Linked DNA regions of Mus musculus: region 1 is linked to region 2. The links are chromatin contacts, called in public promoter capture Hi-C maps. All regions are on one chromosome and are shown on one strand. Each heading gives the region's core, a stretch centred on a gene start, on an enhancer-like site or on the middle of the called end of the contact. The rest is flanking DNA. Distances are from core to core; before and after follow the strand shown.

The links. Capture Hi-C pulls out chosen DNA fragments and counts their contacts.
Region 1: a contact with region 2 is called in a promoter capture Hi-C map of adipose tissue, with 4 times the contacts expected there. The contact joins two enhancer-like sites. A contact is called at or near these places in 3 of 39 promoter capture datasets (the 3T3-L1 cell line, the C10 cell line and embryonic stem cells) and 2 of 9 other capture datasets (adipose tissue and liver).

Annotation. Positions count from the first base shown.
Region 1 is chr5:33,120,595-33,123,349 of GRCm38.p6, forward strand. The region is part of intron 2 of Slc5a1 (solute carrier family 5 (sodium/glucose cotransporter), member 1); the gene reads left to right. Among named protein-coding and RNA genes, the nearest start is that of Slc5a1, 18 kb to the left of the region's middle. Within about 2 kb of position 1,502, at least 37 of the 459 cell types and tissues checked have an H3K27ac peak or open chromatin away from gene starts, as enhancers often do.
Region 2 is chr5:31,299,909-31,302,608 of GRCm38.p6, forward strand. It overlaps Gckr (glucokinase regulatory protein), which reads left to right. Exons shown (of 19, transcript NM_001374741.1): 5 at 91-164; 6 at 671-737; 7 at 904-957; 8 at 2,249-2,343. Among named protein-coding and RNA genes, the nearest start is that of Gckr, 3.7 kb to the left of the region's middle. Within about 2 kb of position 1,288, at least 4 of the 459 cell types and tissues checked have an H3K27ac peak or open chromatin away from gene starts, as enhancers often do.

The sequences.
Region 1 (2,755 bases), core at 252-2,751, 1.8 Mb after region 2:
CCATATTCTAAAATGGATTAATGATGAGTTATAGAAGTAAAACCAAGCACTCATAGAAACCACGTTCAATGTATTCATCTTGGATGTGCCTTGTAATCATCAGCGGTATGCTACAGGTGGTGGCGTCTGCCTGCTTCCTGTTATTCAGTGTGGCATTTCTAATTCTTATTTTTAATTACACACATATGTATACTCTGTGTGTGGATATGCGCACTTGTGTTTCGGTGCTCAAGGAGGCAGAGGCACCAGGTTCCCCAGGAGCAGGTATTACAGGCAGCACTGAGCTGCCTCAGGTGGTTCTGGGAGCTGAACTCAGGTTGCCTAGAAAAGCAGTATTTGTCTTAACTTCTGAGTCAGGTAGTTTCCAGCTCCTATGGCACGTCTTGATGATAGTTGGTGTCTTGGATGTGACAAGATGTAGTTTGTTAAGTAATTTTTTATCCTTAGACTCTGTAGAAATGTTTTGAGATTACTCGTCTCTTCTCTGCTCCCTGAAAACTAAACTTATTATTTTTTTTAAAAGGAGGAATCTGTAAACATCTTGTTTAATGACAAGGTTCTATTGACTTAATGGAATTTAAACTGCTAGCTTAGCAGAAGGATAACTCTGGTAGTTTCTTTTCTAAAACTCAAAATGGTTTATAAACACCATCATATTACACAGCTATAAGAAGGATCAAAAGAAACTGTGGCATGCAAGAAAGTACACAGTAAGGGGGCTAGAGAGATGGCTCATTGTTTAAGAGCACTGGCTGTTTCTTCCAGAGGATCTGGGTTCAATTCCCAGCACCCACATAGCAGCTCACAGCAGTCTGTAACTTCAGATCTACACAGATATACATACAGGCAAAACACAATGTACATTAAAAAAAATCAATGAAGAAAGCAAGTACATATTAAGGGCTCTTTTCAAAATTAAAAAGTGTTTTAAGCAGCACTTAAATTATATTCTCCATTTCCTCTTGAAGTGAATGAAAAAGACAGTTTAAGCCTATGACTGGTTCCTAAATCCATAAGTAGGACCTCCCTCTCACCTGCCTTTAGCACAGTTGCTTTTGCCAAGCAGGAATTATAGGCAGAGCCTTCAGGAAGCGCGTCTGTGCTGCCTCTGAAGCCGGCATGAGTGCTACCCATGAGGAAATGTGGAGGGACAGAGGGCTCACGAAGCTAAAGGAGGCTGGACAACGAAAAGGTTAGTTCTGGACATTCCTGGGTGTGAAGCAGACATCGAGGAGCCTGGCTGTGACCCAGGAAGGTAGAAAGAACTCTGGTAAAAGGTCTCACAGTCGGGAGAGTCCCAGAGAGTGAAATATTTGGTACCTTGGTCTGAGGATAGAAGTGGGCAGACAGAGAGAGGGGCGGGACAAGGATTCCACAAGGGAAATTAGAGGAGTTTATGTAAGAGATCAACAAGATGGCTCCCAGAGGGTGGAGTCACATCTGAGGCAAACCAAAGCCACCTCACTGAGGTAATATGAAACCACACTAGTGCTTACTGCACTGCTGGTCATTCAGGGCCCGCCTTCCTGCTGGACTGTGGTCTGGACCTTTACTGAACAGTCTATTGAGTGCTATGTGGTAAAGATTATTTGAAGAATGTGGGAAACGAGTTCCAGGAAGCTTAAGGGCTGAGCTTTGAAAGGGGGAAATCCCCACTTCTCAGCTAGAATAAGAAATTCTGAGAAGCAGGGCCCTCATGAAGAGTTTGGAGGAGGGCCTTTGTTTTACAGGGAGGTTTGGTCACACCTGCATTATCATATCTTATTTTTAGGTCTTCCTCCATTAGCTGTGACTTCATTCATTCATTCATTCATTCATTCACTCACTCATCCATCCATTTATACATTACTCTTCCATTCATTATACAACTGTATGGTACTTTGGAACATGAGCCAGATTCCATGATAGGTGCTCATAGACCACTCCACACACACCATTCACAGTGTTAGAGAATATTTGTAAAACTCTAAGTAACAGTGAGGTCTCAAAAGGAAATGTATACAAATCAAGAGTGGGTGGGCTGAAACAAGGTGATCCTTAGTTCTCAAGGGTATGCGAGGAGACCTTACAGAGGACTGAGGTTTCAGGCTAGGACCAGAAAGATCATAAGAGGCCAGAAGTGAACAATGTCAATGGTCTGGATAGGCCAGTCCCCCTGCACTGATTCCTGAGATGTTACATCGTGTCCCTTGAGTATTTATAACTAGTTTTATTAGATATTTTCTTTATTTACATTTCAAATGTTATCCCCTTTCCTAGTTTCCTCTCCGAAAATCTCCTATCCTCTCCCCCCTCCCCCTGCTCCCCAACCCACCCACTCCTGCTTCCTGCCCCTGGCATTCCCCTATTCTGGGGCATATAATCTTCGCAAAACCAAGGGTCTCTCCTTCCATTGGTGGCTGACTAGGCCATCCTCTGTTACATATGTAACAACTAGAGACACGAGTCCCACCATGTATTTTCTTTGATTGGTGGCTTAGTCCCAGGGAGCTCTGGGGGTACTGATTAGTTTATATTATTGCTCCTCCTATAGGGCTGCAGACCCCTTTAGCTCCTTGGGTCCTTTCTCTAGCTCCTTCATTGGGGACCCTGTGCTGCATCCAATAGATGACTGTGAGCATCCACTTCTGTATTTGCCAGGCACTGGCATAGCCTCACAAGAGACAGCTATATCAAGGTCCTGTCAGCAAAACCTTGTTGGCATCTGCAATAGTGTCTGGGTTTGGTGTTTGTTTATGGGGTGGATCCCCAGGTA
Region 2 (2,700 bases), core at 38-2,537:
ACCATTATGCACCTTGATCCTCTAGGACCTGAGAACCCGTGTTATGTCCTTTTTAATCACTCTGTCGGCATATTCCCTCCCCCTGGACAGGTGTCTTTCAACCAGCTGATGAAAGGTCTGGGACAAAAACCTCTTTACACATACCTCATTGCAGGGGGTGACAGGTAAGTTACCCCGACCTGTACTCGTGGCCTGAATGTTTTTTTGTTTGTTTGTTTGTTTTTTTGTTTTTTTTTTAATTGTATATGAGTATACTGTAGCTGTCTTCAGACATACCAGAAGTGGGCATTGGATCCCATTACAGATGATTGTGAGCCACCATGTGGTTGCTGGAAATTGAACTCAGTACCTTTGGAGGAACAATCAGTGCTCTTAACTGCTGAGCCATCTCTCCAGCCCCCAAATGTCTTTTTAGAGGCTAAATTTGAATGAATTTAGTCAAGCATTATATTGAACCTGCCTTAGTCTCCAACATCCCTTGTGGCTTTGTATCTGGCCCTGTCACAGATGTTTATTGTGTGTCACGCCTATCACAGAGCCTGTTAAACAGTAGGCGCTGTTCAATGATAGCTTTCCTCCATCCCTTTCTGTTAGTGTACCTTTCCTAACCACCAGTAGGTATCTGCTCCTTACCTAATACCACTGACCTCGGCTGAGTTTGCACCCTTAGGTCTGTTGTAGCCTCTCGGGAACGGACAGAAGATAGCGCCCTACACGGAATCGAGGAGCTGAAGAAGGTCTGTGTCTCCTGTTACTACTTACCTGGAGATGCCCATATATTCCTTTACATAGGGTTAGAAAACCCCCAACCTTCAGCCAAGGCCTGGCTCCTGCTCTGGTCCTGATTTTCTCACACACTAGATTTGTACCCTGGAGACCCTAATGCACCCCTTTCATTCCTAGGTGGCTGCTGGGAAAAAGAGAGTGGTCGTTATAGGCATTTCCGTGGGACTCTCTGTAAGTGTGAGGTCAGGAGGGGTGGGTCGGCTTTACTAGGATGAAGCGGGTAGGACTAGGCTGTCATGGATGGTGGATGCTAGGTGATGAGGTGGGTGCTTGGTGTGTAATTCAGTGTCAACAATCAAGATGGACAGACCAGTCCAGGAGTCAGCAAGCTACTCTGGCAGTCAGTGCAGCCAGCTGCCTGAATTTGTGGATAGTTTTACTGGCATGCAACCTCTGTGCTTACTCAGAACTCATGGCCTCTTTTGTGCTGGGCTTAAGTAGTTGAACAGAGATCACAGGGCCCACATAGCCTGAAGTATTTTCTCTCTGGCTCTTCAGACAAGAGTCTGGCCCCTGGCTTCGTCCCCACCAGCAATATCCGCATCAACTCTGCCTGGTTGGGAGTAGAGGATCTCAGGTGCCAGTGAGTCAGTCTGCATTTTAACAAGATTCTCAGCATGTTTGTATGAGAACCACTTGGCTGGGGTTCCTATCACTCACAGCAGTTTTGATTCTTAGAGTTTAGGGTGCAGAGAATCAGATCCCAGCAGTTGTACCATGAGGTAAAACAGGAGACTGACCACAAGGAGCTTACAATTGAGTCAGTAGTTCTCAAACCTTACCATTTGGGAGATTTCTGTGAGAGAACAGAAGAAAAATGTAGCACTAGCTTGGTGAGAATTGCTTATAATACCAGCACTCAGGAGGGAGAGGCAGGAGGATGACTGTGTGTCCAAGGCCAGCGTGGACTATATAAGGAAGTCGTAGCTCAAAGAAAAAGTAGTTTTTTGGGGGGGGAGAACTTGTTAAAGTACTCTCTGCTTTTCAAATTTGCATTCAATAAGGTTTTTGTTTTGTTTGTTTGTTTGAGATAGGGTTTCTCTCTGTGATCCTGGCTGTCCTGGAACTTGCTCTGTAGACCAGACTAGCCTTGAACTCACAGAAATCCATCTGTCTCTGCCTCCCAAGTGCTGGGATTAAAGGTTTGCGCCTCGCCTTTAATCCCAGCACTCGGGAGGCAGAGGCAGGCGGATTTCTGAGTTCGAGGCCAGCCTGGTCTACAAAGTGAGCTCCAGGACAGCCAGGGCTATACAGAGAAACCCTGTCTCGAAAAAAAAAAAAAAACCACAAAAAAAAAAAAAAAAAAAAAAAAAAGGTTTGCGCCACCACCTGGTGGTGGACTCACTAAGTCTTGGTTGAGGAATCTATTTCTAGCAAGCAAGCTGAGGCAGGTTCCATGTGGGTCTTTGGAAACACTCAGGGGAGCTTCTTTTCTTGTCCCTTCCTTTCTTGCTACTCTCAGGCGCCCTTTGTGGCAGGCCAGATGGACTACTGCATGGATAACACAGCTGTCTTCTTGCCGGTCCTGGTTGGCTTCAATCCGGTGAGCATGGCCAGGTGAGGCTCCCTTCTGTAAGACTGACTAGGCCTAGGAAGACTGGGAAAGAGACGTGTTAAAGTCTGTAGTATAATCTCTGAGATTGAGGCCAGCCTGGTCAACAGAGCAAGTTCAAGGACAGCAAGGGCTACATAAAGAAATCCTGTTTAAAACAAACAAACAAACAAACAAACAAACAACCCCACCTTAAAAAGAAAAGTACAAAAACAAACTCCAAAAGCCACAAAAACACAAGCTTGCACAGATTCAAACAGGGATCGGAGAGGCAGAGAGACAAGAACTAGAAGAAAAAAAAAAGAAAGAAAGAAAAGAAAAAATAACTGTCAGGAGAGTCTATTTCATCTGGGGTGAGCTCT